Linked DNA regions of Sus scrofa: regions 1 and 3 are each linked to region 2. A link is a contact called in public Hi-C and HiChIP or PLAC-seq data. All regions are on one chromosome and are shown on one strand. The core of a region is the stretch at or near the end of the contact, and the rest is flanking DNA. Distances in the headings are between cores, read along the strand shown. Region 1 holds the start of INPP1 (inositol polyphosphate-1-phosphatase). Region 2 holds the start of NEMP2 (nuclear envelope integral membrane protein 2). Region 3 holds the start of NABP1 (nucleic acid binding protein 1).

Region 1 (4,900 bases), core at 214-2,713, 560 kb after region 2:
CACAAGTATAGCTGTAATTTAAATCTATAATAAGATATTTCACATTAAATGACATAAGTCCAAGCTGCAATTTTCAACCAAGGGGTAATTTAGTCCAAAAGCTTGAAAAGAAATGGTAACTTATTCTATGAAAAAGTAAAATGTAACCTTATGCATTTATATAATCCTCTTCATGACTAAGAATTAACTTTCAAGAGTAGTATAAAGATCCACAAAAACTTAAAAATAAAGTAGGTTCTCAATTAGAATGCAAACAAATATCTGTGTTGAAAAAAGAAACTCTTCTATTGCTTTTTTTCTCCCTCTGTTGGGTATTTCACAAGGTCAAAAATGAGGTCACTTAGGTAATTTGTCAGTCAACAGTAGTTTTGTGGATTATTTTCATCATTAGACTATTACTAGGCTGAGCAGGGCTGATCTTTATCCACTTCTCTGGTTTGAAAGCTAGGAACGACAGGAAAAAGGCCAAAAAAATGTTTTATTTAACATGTGGGATGCACTCCAGTGGTCTATCCCTACAACCTTAACCCACTGTTCTTTTGAAGTGAACACCATTCACACAGTGGCAAACTTCTGCTTATTCAACATCTTAAAAATTACCTTTAAAACGAAAACCTCCAAAATACACACCTTGATTGTTTATATATGTTCTTCATGAATGTACTAAATAATCTAGGGATTTTCTTCATGCTCTTTGCATCTAACACAGTAACAGTATACATGATTCATCCAAACCCAAGTTAAATATTTTCCCCTCTGCTACTCTACTCTGGCCACACCATACACATCTCACAAAACTGCCTTTCAAAATGCAGAGAATTAAAAACAAGAAGGCAAAGACTTTTCTAAATATAGTCCCTTCATGTTTATTTTACATTCATCTAGTAGGTCACTAGCGGCAGCCAGCAGCTATGGACCCTTAGCTGCATCTCTCTAAGCAAAACCAAGGGGTGCCTGACAGCTACGCCATCTACCTGTTGAACTCGGGCCACTGCTCTCTCGACAACTGTCAGATCTAGCTTCTTCGACCTAGAAAGGCTAATGATCGAATAATAATAATAATAATAATAAAAAGTTGTTTGCCAATTTTTCTTCCTATCGTCTATTTCTTTCGGGTCGTTTCTGCGGATCCCAGGAAGACGGCAAGACTCGCGAGCTCCTCCGCCCGGCCAGTTGCAGCAGCGATGTGGGGCGGGGCGGACCAGGCCGGGTGGCAGCCTCGCTGCAGCGGACAGAGGTCATCGCAGGCCGGGCGGAGAGGCAAGGAGCCCTCCCGGCCCAGATTTACTCACCTAGTGTCCGGAGAGGTGAAGGGTGTGTACAGTTCGCCCAGCCTCGGGACCCAGATCCGAGCAGGAAAGGAGGTTGTGGTGCTGGGGCGAAGGGAGCTTACGGAGGAAAACGTATTACCTAAGCCGGGATGCGGAGCGCAGGAGGAGGCTGCAGTCTTTCCCTCCAGAAACGGAAGAGGCGGGGGAGGAGGAGGAGGAAAACGCAGAGGAGGAGGTGGCCGGGCGTGCGAGGCAAGCAGAGGGGCGCCAGGCGTCTAGCCGCAAGCTCAGCCCGAAGGCGAGGGGCGGGGAGCACGGCGGTAGCCAGCGGAGGGCGAGGCGCAGCCGGGCGGCGGGCTGCCTCGCTCGGCCGGGGATCGCAAACCACAGCATCCGCCAAGCCGCCGCCCACCCGTTTCCCCCGGGACCTTGGCGTGGAAAGGCGCAGTGACGCCTCGAGGCTCCCAGGGCAGGCGAGGGCATCCCACGCCTGCCTGCCGGAGCTCAAAGTCGGTAACGTCACAAGTGGGGCGTGATGATTCACAGGGGAGTGCCAGGAAAAAAAGGGCTCCTGGGTCACCTAATCCACTGTTTTTGTTTTGTTCTTGTAGCCGCCCACAAATTCGCATTTAATATCTTCCTTCTGCAGTCTTCCGCACCCTTTTTTGAGGATTACGGGTTTGACAGACGGGTTGGCAGCTTGAAAATGGACTTGCTGCTGGTGGCAATCGGGTTCCATTGTTCTAGTAGAAATGTCAAGTGTGCTGGTTGTTCTGCAAACCCTAGCAGCGTCTCCTGGACGCTTGACTTATGGGGTGTGGGCCTAGAGACACCTTGACAGGAAGCAGATCGTGGGCAGGGACTCTTCTCCCTTCCACCCTTTAAACTGTGGGATTCAGCTTACCCTAAATAAGGTTTTGAATGGGGGAAGAGGGGATAGGAGGAATGAGTTATGATGAGGGGAAGGGTAGATTTTTTAAAGGGCAATAGCGTTTTGAATAGAAGCGGTCTGGCGGTCAGCCCAGCAGGCGGAAGGCTGTTTGTGTGTGTAGCGGACCTTCTAAAGCCCTTCACGCATCCTTCCATTTCATAGCACACCTAGGAAATGATCTCAGCTGTTCAGGCAGGAGGGACTGAGCCTTTGCTCCTGGAGGGCAGAGGAGACCGCTATCCACATACCTATAACTCATTCCATGACATGACATTAGGAAGATCCAGTGTAAAGTTTTGGCCAGCAGGTTTTTTATCTACCTTTCCTCACACCACCCAGAACTGCCTCCTGAGTTGTTAAGACTTGGTCCTAAGAGCAGTGGCTTGCCATCCAAGACAGGAGCTGGGGGTAATACTCAACCCACAATGGTGCTTAAAAATTTACACCTCCAAAACTAACTCAACTTTCTGCTCCCAGCCTGCTTCTATAGTCTCTGAGACAACTCTTCCTTCCCTCCCCACCCCCTCCCGGTTATCAGACTGTACTTCACTGGTAAGTCCAGCTGATCAATTCTGTCCTCTCTCAGATTCAGTTTTTTTAGGTCCATCTCCTTAAGGCTCCTTAGGCCCATCCCCTTTGCTATTGTTTATTAATCACTCTCGTAATCATATCTAGTCTCATTTCTACCTCTGATGGAAAAAAATTAACAAATAGTTTGAACATGATATTTGGAAATAAAGAGGCAAATGCCAAACTAGTTAGAAGGCAAAGAATTTGCCCCTGGAGGAGCAGGAATTAGGGGAGGGGAGGGTGGAGCTGGAGAATGCTGTTTCTGTGACAAAGCAATATGAGTCTATGATCTGGATCTAGTCCATTTTCCACTTTGTTATCACAGAGATCATCTTACATCACACATCTCAATGGGTTGCTTGCTTTAAGGCCATCACGGGCTCCCAATCTCTGGTCATATGAAGAGCAAGCTCCTGGGCATAGCTTTCAAGGGCTCTCTCCCCATCCCAACTGTCAGTCCTGCCCCCTCAACAGTTGACATCCCATTTTACCACAGCACATCTAGTTTCCTAAGTACGAAAATTGGTTGCATTCCTCTATGGCTTTATACATGTTATTTCTTTTGCCTGGAATATTCTCTCTCTGCTATAACAATAGCTAATGGCATGAGGCCAAGTGCCTTTTGGTTTTATAGCTGCTCATTCTTACATCAACACTATGGTGGGATTACTATTATCTCAATGTAATGAAGAATAAAAGTGTGAACTTAGCTTAAGTAATTTGCTCAAATATGTAGCATGTAATGAGGTCAAATTTGAACCCAACAATAAAACTCCAGGACTCACATTATTTTACCTGTTCATGGCTTAAAAAACCTTTCTCAGACACTAAATATAAGCAGGATTTACAATTTTAAGTTTTTCACAAGTCTTAAATGTGCAAGGCAAAAATATAGCTGAACTACTTTTCATCTGAAAGCGTCAAAGGGCAAAATTACAAAGGAAAAGTGAGAGATTGGACTATAGAATTTTTGAGTTCTTTCATTGAAAAGACCCTTAGAATAAAATTAAAAGACAAGTAAAAATTATCCCAAAATGTGCAGTATCTATGAAAGGTAAGAGAGTACATCCTCATTTAATAAAAAGATCTTACAAAGATCACCTTGCTATAGAGAAGAAAATTGACAGAACACTGTAAACCAGCTATAATGGAAAAAATAAAAATCATTATAAGAAAAAGAAAATGTAAATATCCTGTTTTTAAAAATGGGCAAAAATATAAATTAGTTGTATTGTGAAAGAAAAATGCAAATAGCCAAACACTTTTAAGGGAAGTGAAAATGTAAAATGTAATGCACCTTTAAGTTGACTGAGAATAAAAGAATGCTCAGAGCTAGCGATTTGGGCCAGCGACCCCTGAGGCAGGATGTGTGGCAAGTGAGCATGCTCAGTGCTGAGAAGGACATAAATTGCTTCAATGTTTCTGGAGGGCAGTTTGGCAGAATGCAATAAAAGCCTCAAAAATGTTCACACCCTTTGACTCAAAAGTTGCATTTCTGGGAATTCCTAATGCAGGGGTTGACAAACGTTTTCTATAAACGTCCAGACAGTAAACATTTTAAGCTTTGCAGGTCACATGTGTCTCTATTACTTTTCTTTTTTCTCTGTGTGCTTTTTTCCCCCTAAACCCTTAAAAAATATGAAAGCTATTAGCTTGAGGGTTGTAGAAAAACTGGCTGTGGCCTGAAATTGGCCTGAGGTCAGTAATGTGTGCAGAGTTGACTACAAAAAAGTTCATCTCCCTGGATTTGCAAATAGCCAAAAAATAGAAAGCAAATAAAATGTCTAAGGATAGAAGTTAGTTATAGTCAAGTTTAAAACAAGTTTTTTAAAAATGTTAAATGCTTTAAAACCTTTCAGAATGATATTTATCTCACAAGATAGTATTCATGATTTATTCAGAGGGAAAATACAGTTTACTAAAGAATGTTATGTTATTCCAAATACAACATAATCATGTATAAATGCATAGAAAAAGATCTGGAAAGATGTAAGCAACCTAAGATATTGATAGTGGTCTTGGGTGGGGGCGAGATTGTAGATATTTGGTTTTTTAGTTTTGCATATGTGTTTTCAATAGTGATCATATACTGTTTTTGTAATAAGTAAAAATACAAGAAACATTGCTT
Region 2 (4,643 bases), core at 1,018-3,517:
AATGCTCAATTTTCTATCTGACAAAAGGAGGGAAAAAAGAGGGACACTAGAGCCACTGAAGAGACAAAAGGTATTTTCAATAGAAAGCAGTTCCCATTATATATCCTTTAAGGACAACTTTTAAATGCTATTAATTGCATTTTTCAATTCTGTAATTCTGGGCACGTTTACTTAAATTAGTTACATGCCAGGTAATTCAAATGATGTTAAGTGAATACCAAATGAAGATTAAGCATACACATCCTAGTCACTAAAAAAACTAAAAATCCTAGTCACTAAAAATTTAAGAGGTAGAAATTTGACCAAAGTCTAGCTTTTTAGAACTTGAACGGATCTGAGTCATCCAACCAAATTAAATGACCTGCCCAGAGCCATAATGGTACTTTGTGGCACAAAATCTTTATCACAGGATACCACAAATTTTGCCCATCACTAAGTGCTTTTTTTTTTAAAATAACGTTTTTCAGTCTGGGAAAACAACTTTTGCTTGGAATGTTTTAGGAAGGTGCCAATTTCAATTACAGGAAACATTAAGCTAGGTCTGAGATTGAAAGTATAAGAATCACACTTTCAGTTTGACTTAAAATATTCTTGGGCAGAAGATAATAATGTAAGTAGAGGAAGGCAAAACAGGTCATATAACGTCAGTACAAGGTGAGAAAACCAGTAAGGTATAAAGAAAACAGGTAAATTTTTACCTACAGTGAGAAAACAAAGTTTGTGTTCGCTTCTATTAACTCAAGACGAAATATCCAGGAAATTGCCTCACAGACTGCGTAGGAAAAGTCAATTTTAAGACTAAATTGCTGTTCGGAATAGATGGCTTAACACCCTCTCACAATATAAATCACAAAAGCTACTTAACTCCGTTTTTCCAGTGTTTTACCCCTCACATTTCATCTTGGTTATTTTGACTTTTATCTTTTTTTTTTTTTAACTTTTATTTTCAAAAATTCACCCGTCTCATGAAAGATGTCAGACAGGCCAAAGCTGATCCCCAGTGAAACAGGTGGTCTGTACTGCACGGCATGCCCCATCTTCTCAGCCACATGACCCTTTTCCTCTTAACCTTGTTTCGGAAATATTATTTCCGGTGCCGCAGATGGCCCTACATACGTCTGAAAAAGCCACTCCAGAAATATTGAGAATACTTTGCCACATTAGACAGGGTGGTAGAGATCGAAGGAGGTTAGGGAGAGAGGAAACTCGAGCCCGGAAAAGCAACGCGTCAGGAAGGCAGAAGCTCTGCTCAACGCCCACCGCTTAAATGTCACTCGGTCTGTTCGTGTGCTATCACCCACGAAGGGCTAGGCGGGCGGCCAGGCGCTGCCGCCGGGAGCCGGGCTCGGAGCACGCGGCGCGGGCCAAGCAGCCACAGCTTCCAGCGCTGGGGGGGTGTGGGGGGTGGACCAGACTGACCCCTCGGCGGCTCCACCCCGCGGCGGGGAAGGGAAGTAAAGGCTGAGCGGTGAGGCACAGGCGGGGAAGGCGCGGGCGGGGCTGGGCCTAATCACATGGCGCAGACGGCGCAGGCCGCCCGGCATCTCTTTCTTTCTCGAACCTCCGTTCCCATCCCGCCCCACCGCAGGCCCCTCCCGGGCATGGGCCCCACGCAGGATGAGGCCTCCAGCGCCTCGCAGAGACACTCACTTTTCGCCGGAAGCCACCAGCTCCTTGCCCTCGCTGTTGCCGAACCCGTCCGTTTCCCCCGGGCTGTCCTTGGGGCTGGGCGCCGGCGGGGCCGCGGGCGGCGACGCCCCGGGCTGCTGCTGCTGCTGCGTGCCCCCTTTGCCCAGCTCCTGCAGGATCTCCGAAGGGGAGCTGGACAGGCCCCTCGCGAGGGGCCCCGCTGGCCGGCCGCCCCCGCCCCACCACGGGTGGAGCCGCGCGGCGGCCGCAGGGCCCGTTCGTCCCCCGCCCCGGGAGCGCCGGCACAGGGTGGCGAGGGGCTGCGCCCGCCTCAGAACCGCGCAGGTAGCGGCGGGCGGCCGCAGGAGCAGGTTCCGCAGCATCGCCGAGCCTCGCAGCCGCATCATGCCGCCGGGTCCGTCAGCGCTCGCTCAGCAAGGGAGGATGCTCCGGGCGTGGGCAAGCCGCTCTCTGAGAATGCGGTCTCCGACCGGACGACGAGAGGGCAAAAGAGGACAGGGGCAGTGACGTGGGTGTGGTTCCGGCTCCGGCAACCGCCGACGCTGCTGCTGCTGCTGCTGCTCCGGAGACTACCCGCAGCCACTTCTGCTCCCAAACGAGGAGGGACCCGCACTGAGACTGAGGCGCAGGGGCGGGCCGGGGACATTCCGCGCTCACCCTCCCGGGGGCGGGAGGACGCTGGCGGCCTGCCCCAGTCGCCGGTCCCGATTGGCTCAGATCCTCGACCTCGCTTCTGATTGGTGGGTGTAGCAGTCACATTTCTCTCCCCGCCCGTTGCGCGGAGTCAGGCGGGGACTGGCGGGGGGCGGGGAGAGGGATCAAACTGACGTGCGAAGCAGGGTAGCCAGGCCGGGCTCTAGAGTAGCCCCTTCCTCCTCGCCTCGTCAGCCCTGAGGCTACCCTCGTGGGGAAAGTGGGGGCTCAACGGTCTCGTCTTTTACGAAGCAGATGGACTCCTGGACTCTAGGGCCTCGAACTGTTTGGGAGACTGATGGGCAGGAGCCTTATGCAGCCGGAGGGCCGGCGGTCAGTCAGTGGGCTTGGCCCGCGCTGGCGTCTGGCCCAGCTGTCGAAGCTCGGCTGGTCCAAGCTTGCTGCTGGCCCGGAGCTAACTGGTAAGGGCGTGTGGCGACGCCTCTGAGGGCATCGATCCCCAGAAGGCAGACCCAGACGAGCTTTGCTCTCTGCCCAAATGTTCCTATGGTTGGCGACTGCCCAGATGTGAAATGTTTTGGAAAAAATGAGCAAAATCCTTTCAGCTATGCGACTTAGCCATTTGGAGGGCTGGAGTTCAGGGGAGGACCAAGAGAAAGGGGGAAATTCCTGAACACCACTGCTTCCCTTTTTAAAAATTACTGTTTAAAATGTACACCTACATCTCAAAAAGATTTTTTAATAGCAGCGATTCCCTTAACACTCGTTTGCTTGAAAGCAAACTTGTAGACACTTTTCTATTCTAAAGCTGCTTGATTGTCATAAGATAGAAGCATCCAGATACTAGGTCTTTAAATCGTTTCAGCTGTTTTGATCCATTTATCTTTGAGGACCGGTAGGAAAAGAACCAAGGAGCTGATAAACTCTGAATTTTTCTTTGAACTTACATCTACAGTCCACTCCACGCGAAAAGAAAAGCTTTTAGAGAGTTTACCAAAACAATTAGGTTTATATGCATAGATTCTTAAAGGTTAATAGGATGATTTTTATGAAAAGGGAAGGGTGTATGACAGGTGCATCATTAACTGATCATCAGATTTAGTAATCTGATGAATCTTAAAATACTGCACTAGATTAGTCATTGGAAATCTGACTGTACCTACAGGTTATGTGACCTTTTGCATGCCACAGTCTTGCCATGTTTAAGTTTTTTCTATCTTTAACTAGAAGCACGTGGAAAAATCTATCATATGTAAAGCAAGTAATCACACTTATTAAAAGACTTGCAAATTGTTTAGAGGATTTACTACTACTTAATGTTACCTGTCACTAAAATTTGTTAAAGAGTCAAGGTAACAATATCTTCAGGAAAAGGAACATTAAGATTTGGAGGAAAGGTAACAAATACTTCTTCTCCATAACCTTTCCAGTCTGACTTATCAATGACATAAACCTGAATATTGTCCCATCTCTTAGATATAACCACTTATCAGTTTCTACTGCCTCCTTACTCTCAACCACATTCAAGCTATTGACAAATCCAGTTATTATTTTCTGCTGGTTTTTCTTAGTTTCTTTAATTTCCCAATGAAAATTCCTTTCAGCGTTCTAAGGTTTAAGTGTAGTATACTTAACAATATAGAAAGCAAACCTAATAATAGATTATTTTCTAGAGTTTCTGCTTCGAAGGATGAGCTAGTGAGAATGGGCAGATATTATTCCTAACATGTAGGAGAATTTACGAATCTGCTGAAATTTAACCCCTTGTTTTAGAAGACCAGTGAAAAGTTAGCAAATTGAAAATAATGTAAATTGAATTAAATACTTTCATTTAATACTTTCAATTATTTTCTTTACCTTATATAATTTTTAAACATCTTTAGTTTTTTTAATCAAATAAACTTTTGAACTATGAACTAGAATTAATTACTATTTTGTTAGGTTAATTATGCACCTATTAAATAATAACATCATATAAAATAAAGTCTATCCCTATACAAGCATTTTATATCATACAATAGTCTATCAAAATATGTGCAAATAGAAGACAGCTCTTCTGTTTATCATGTACTTGGGTTGTCAGAGCCACTCTTAGACTTCCTCTTTACTGCTAGATAAGTGTAGCGATCTTACAATGGATTGTGGTTTCATAGCCACTGAGAAGGTAATTAGCTATAGAAAGGAAAAATTGGAATTTATGCTCTTTGTTTTCATCCTAACTAGAAGAACAGTTCCTGAGCTTCTGTGTTCTTTTGAAGATTTTTAGAAAAGGCTAATGTTTCAAGATGACAATGTAACCTGGGTAAAAGTTCCAGATCTTACCCTTCAAAATAACGAAA
Region 3 (4,277 bases), core at 1,013-3,512, 800 kb before region 2:
ATGGCTACTGAACTTAGTTCTTCCATTTTTTTTTTGATGAACATGTCTATGTATCTTCCATGACTACAAAATTTGAAATAACTGAAATAAGATGCTGTTTACAGTGCATAAAATAAATTTTAATGCAATGGATGAGATACTCTGGCTGCCAAAAATCTTTAATTATGCTATTTCTCACATACCCTCCCAGGTAGGAATTCTCTTTTGTGCAAGTTAAAGATGTGGTTTAAAAAACACTACTGGTGTCATAGTGAGTCAGTGTACAGGAATAAATGTTTAGGTCCTGACTCTCACTTCCTTCTTTGATAATACTCTGCCTCACTTCCTGAAGATGTGGTAAGACCTGTAAGATAATATCAAAGGGCTCTACGTTCCTACTTTCAGGGTGATCCAACACTTTGAGATGCTATCTACTAGGCCAACATCAATCTCCACTCACTTTTCCTATAACTATGAGCAATAAATTATTATAATTCTATTAACCACAAAGCTTCCAAAATCTGCTTTTAAGATCCCTTTCTCATATTTTAATCTTCCTAAGAAAAAGACTGGATAAATTTTTAAAAGGTTGCACTAAACTATTTTTAAAAGCCAATCTGCCCACTAACTCTTTTGGATAGAAGTATCATTGACATCTTTCTGCCAAACATTTTCTGCATATCATTTTGGTTTTTGTACAACATTGCCCTTACAGCAGTAGTCATAAGAAATCATTTTCCAGAATGTGCCTTACAGATACTGTAAACCTCTCCTCTTTCACATCCATGTACAAATTCGATACACCACAAAACTGCTAAATTCTCCAACTACAACCTCAATTTACATCCACACTGTCTAAATGAGTACAAATAAAATACTGGCAAGACATCAAGTCATTAAAAGGGAAAAAAGGTTGGAAAAAACTAAGTGACAGCTGTATTAACTTGATTTTTAACAATCTATTAAAAAGACTCAATAATCCCTGAACAGTATTTAAAAATCTGTAAACTGAGGGTGGGGTTGTTTAGATTCTCAGTTGAAATTGCTTTTAAAGGCTTAGGTGTTACAAACCAATGCTGTCCACCAACTGAGGTTAACATCGAAGGGGGCTCAAAACTTCTCGGAGTGGCCCCGAGGAAAAACAACACGAAACTTTAGAACTTGCCACGGTCCTGGGCGTCAGTCAATTTCGATTTCCCAGACTTCTACTTAGGAGACACTCTCAACCCCTTCCCCAACCCCTTTATGAACACCTACCCTCTGGTCAACCGAATAATATCCCCCGGCTGAATGAGACCTCCGATTTCATCCCACACGGAAATAGTGATGCTGCCCGTTTTATCTGCTACTTTGCATGATCTCACTTCATGGCCGTCTTTGGTTTTGGTCACGCGTCCTGTGGGGATTTAAAAAATCAAAAGGGGGAGGGGTGTATTAGAAAATGAGTACTTCCAAAAAGCTAACTCCTCCTCCGGGATCAAAAGGCGTCTGAAAGGTGGGAAGAGATCGAGCCCCGGGTTCTCGCCCGCAGGTAGGCTACAGCCCCAGCAGGGGCCAACGGAGCCACGTGGATGGGGGAGGGGAGAGAGAAGGTAGGGAAGGGGGAGGGGAGCCCCCGGCTAGCGGCGGCAGCGCCCTTCCCTCTGGCCCCGGGACGCACTGCGGGCGGCGGTGTGGGCTGTGGACCCCACTTACCTATCTCCAAGACAATAAAGACGACATTTAAGTTTTTCAGTCCGGGCTTAATATCTTTTATAAAAAGAGGGGGGTCGTTGACCCCGTTCATAATGAGGCAGGTGCGGCTACGATGCGGAGACTCGAGTGGGCAGGGAGCCGGACAAAGCTTCCCACCACCCCCCTGGGCCAGGTGCGAGGGCGGAGGGGCGACCTTGGGCGAGGATGGCAAGAGAAGGGGCAGAAAGAGGTTAGTCAGGGACGGAGGAAACCAGCTCAGAAGACACTGAGCCGAAAAAAACTGGGGGAAAAAAGCGCTGACAAGTTTAAAAGAAAAAAACACGAACCACTCCGCACCCCGACCCCGCTCCCAACCAGGCGACAGGAAGGCAAGCGTGAGAACTGCCCCTTCTTTGGATAAAAGGAAGAAAAAAAGGCAGCGAGAAGATGCCTCTGCCCTGAGTCCTCTCACACACACACACACACATACACACACACACACAGGGGCGCGTGCCCAGCCTGTCCCGAGCTCCAGGGAGGGAACAGGCTTTGACTGCGAAGCCAGAGCAGAGACCAAGCTTCCGCGCACCCAGCGTCCCAAACAGCGACTGCAGAATGCGCCCGCGCACCGGCTGGACCCCCGCGTCGCCCCGCCCCCTTGTTACGACACACGGCGTCGGGCACGCCCGACGCTCCGCCCTCTAGGCTCTGGAAAGGGGCAGCCAAGGGGCGGAAACAAGCAGACGACGCCCGCTCAGCCTCCTTAGCTCCTCCCCTGGGCTGTCAGTGCGGACCCCGCCCTCTCAGCCGTCCAATCGGCTCTGAACTCCGACCCATTCTCCTCCTGCTTCCGCCGTCGCCGCGCGGCGTCTATTTTGCCCTGCCTAGTCTTCCTTTTTCAGGCTTCTACTACTCACTGTCCAGTTTCTGGTTTTCTTGCATATTGTCCCTCAGATTTCAGTCCTTCGCCCCTGCTTTTTAGTTTCGCGGTCAAGGAGAACGGTTGCTGTGTTTTAGAACGCAGTGGGTACGTCAAAAAGTATGCAGGAGAGGAAGAACAAGGTTCAAGCAAGTGTGGCTGGTCTGGTTGAAAGAAAATAAAAGGTAGGGATGGGTCCTTAGCAGCGAGGCTGGAATTTTAAGACCAGAGGGCAAAAGAGTTCCACTCTACTGCCTCATTTTAAGCTTATTGAGAGCAGGAACTGTGAGGTGGCTTGCTGAAGGTCACTCAGCAACTTTATGAGCAAGCAGGACACAAACACAAGTGACCTAGCCTTGGTGCTTTTCACTCTGTAATACTAGGCAGATAAACAAGAAGTTAAATTCCTTTGCAAACTTAACTATTTTTTCTTGCTCCTCTCAGATTACACTCCCCATTTTGCTTTTCTTCTCTACGTTCATTTTATTAATAGTCTGTTTTTAGAGCAGTTTTATGTCTACAGCAAAACTAAGAGAGGAAGGTACAGAAATTTCCCATATGCTCTCTATCCCCACACATGCGTGACCTCTTCCCATTATCAATGTCTCCCCCAGAGTGGTATGTTTGTTACAGTTGATGAACAACATTAACATATTATTATGCAAAATCCTTAGTTTACCTTAGGGTTTGTTCTTGGTATTGTACATTTTATGGTTTTGGACAAATGTATAATGATACGTATGCAAAATTAATAGTATTATACAGAGTAGTTTCATTGCCCTAAAAATCTTGTGCGCCACCTATTCATCCTTCCCTTACCCCTCATCCTTGGCAACCACTAATATTTTTAGGCTTCATTTTCCAGTATGTCACATAGTTGAAATCATACAGTATGTAGCCTTTCATAATGGCTTTTTTCACTTAGAAATGTGCATTTACATTTCCTCCCTGTTTTTTTCATGAGCTATCAAGTTTTGTATTTGTTTTTGTACATCCGAAACAATCATATAACAACAGTGGGAAACCCTGAAACATAAGCTGAGGTGGGGGAAAGTTTTATTTATGTGGTGTAGTGAGAAACGCATGTAGTTTAGAAACAAACCTGGGCTTGAACTATTTACTAGCTATGTGACCTTTAGGACAGTTGATTACATTTTCTAGTCATAATTTAATCATACAAAAATAAAAGGATTCCTACCTTACTTACAGAGGATTACATGGGCTCATAAATTGTCCAGCTAGTCCCTAGCAAATAGTAGGTACTCAATAAATATTTCCCCTCGCCTAGTTTCTATGATTAAAGAAAAGGAAACAATAATAGCTTAAGATGTGATTACTTATTCATTTCATCAATCCTGTTGTGACTGCTAACTTTTATCTCCATTTTACAGACGGTAAATAAAATTCACCAGAGACCACATAGCCAGAGAAGGACAAGCTGGGTTTTGAATCTAGGCAATCTTGACCCCAGAGCCCTCCAGCCTAAAGGTAACTCTTAGACTAAAATTGCAGTGGTGGAATTATGAGTCAAAAACAGACTAAAGAAATAAAGTATTAGCAGCAAGATATATCCGTAAGGCTTTAGAGAATCACCTAATTAACTCTCTGAGATGGTAACAGATATGTTGAGAAGTGTATCAGAGAATTTGTGTGGCAGAAAACTTAATTTTTCCTTGAAGCTTTCTGAATATTTTTAGTTCAACCA

Evidence for each region. Hi-C and Micro-C count contacts between places; a contact is called where the count stands out from the background. HiChIP or PLAC-seq counts read pairs in DNA pulled down with a chosen protein or histone mark.
Region 1: a contact with region 2 is called in a Hi-C map of skeletal muscle, with 3 times the contacts expected there. The contact joins the promoter of INPP1 here to the promoter of NEMP2 in region 2. A contact is called at or near these places in 2 of 47 Hi-C or Micro-C datasets (heart right ventricle and skeletal muscle) and 1 of 2 datasets of contacts at active chromatin or transcription factors (skeletal muscle).
Region 3: an H3K27ac HiChIP or PLAC-seq map of alveolar macrophages shows a contact between it and region 2. The contact joins the promoter of NABP1 here to the promoter of NEMP2 in region 2. A contact is called at or near these places in 3 of 47 Hi-C or Micro-C datasets (heart right ventricle, liver and mesenteric adipose tissue) and 2 of 2 datasets of contacts at active chromatin or transcription factors (alveolar macrophages and skeletal muscle).

Annotation. Positions count from the first base shown.
Region 1 is chr15:94,953,393-94,958,292 of Sscrofa11.1, reverse strand. INPP1 (inositol polyphosphate-1-phosphatase) reads right to left here and starts at 1,463. Exons shown (of 6, transcript NM_001245012.1): 1 at 1,293-1,463.
Region 2 is chr15:95,511,038-95,515,680 of Sscrofa11.1, reverse strand. It overlaps NEMP2 (nuclear envelope integral membrane protein 2), which reads left to right and starts at 2,267. Exons shown (of 13, transcript XM_021076065.1): 1 at 2,267-2,390. It overlaps GLS (glutaminase kidney isoform, mitochondrial), which reads right to left and starts at 2,267. Exons shown (of 18, transcript XM_021076049.1): 1 at 1,651-2,267. The coding sequence starts at 2,036.
Region 3 is chr15:96,311,869-96,316,145 of Sscrofa11.1, reverse strand. NABP1 (nucleic acid binding protein 1) reads right to left here and starts at 2,262. Exons shown (of 6, transcript NM_001244491.1): 1 at 1,675-2,262; 2 at 1,237-1,375. The coding sequence starts at 1,765. LOC100516649 (a long non-coding RNA gene) reads left to right here and starts at 2,397. Exons shown (of 4, transcript XR_002339369.1): 1 at 2,397-2,757; 2 at 3,964-4,060.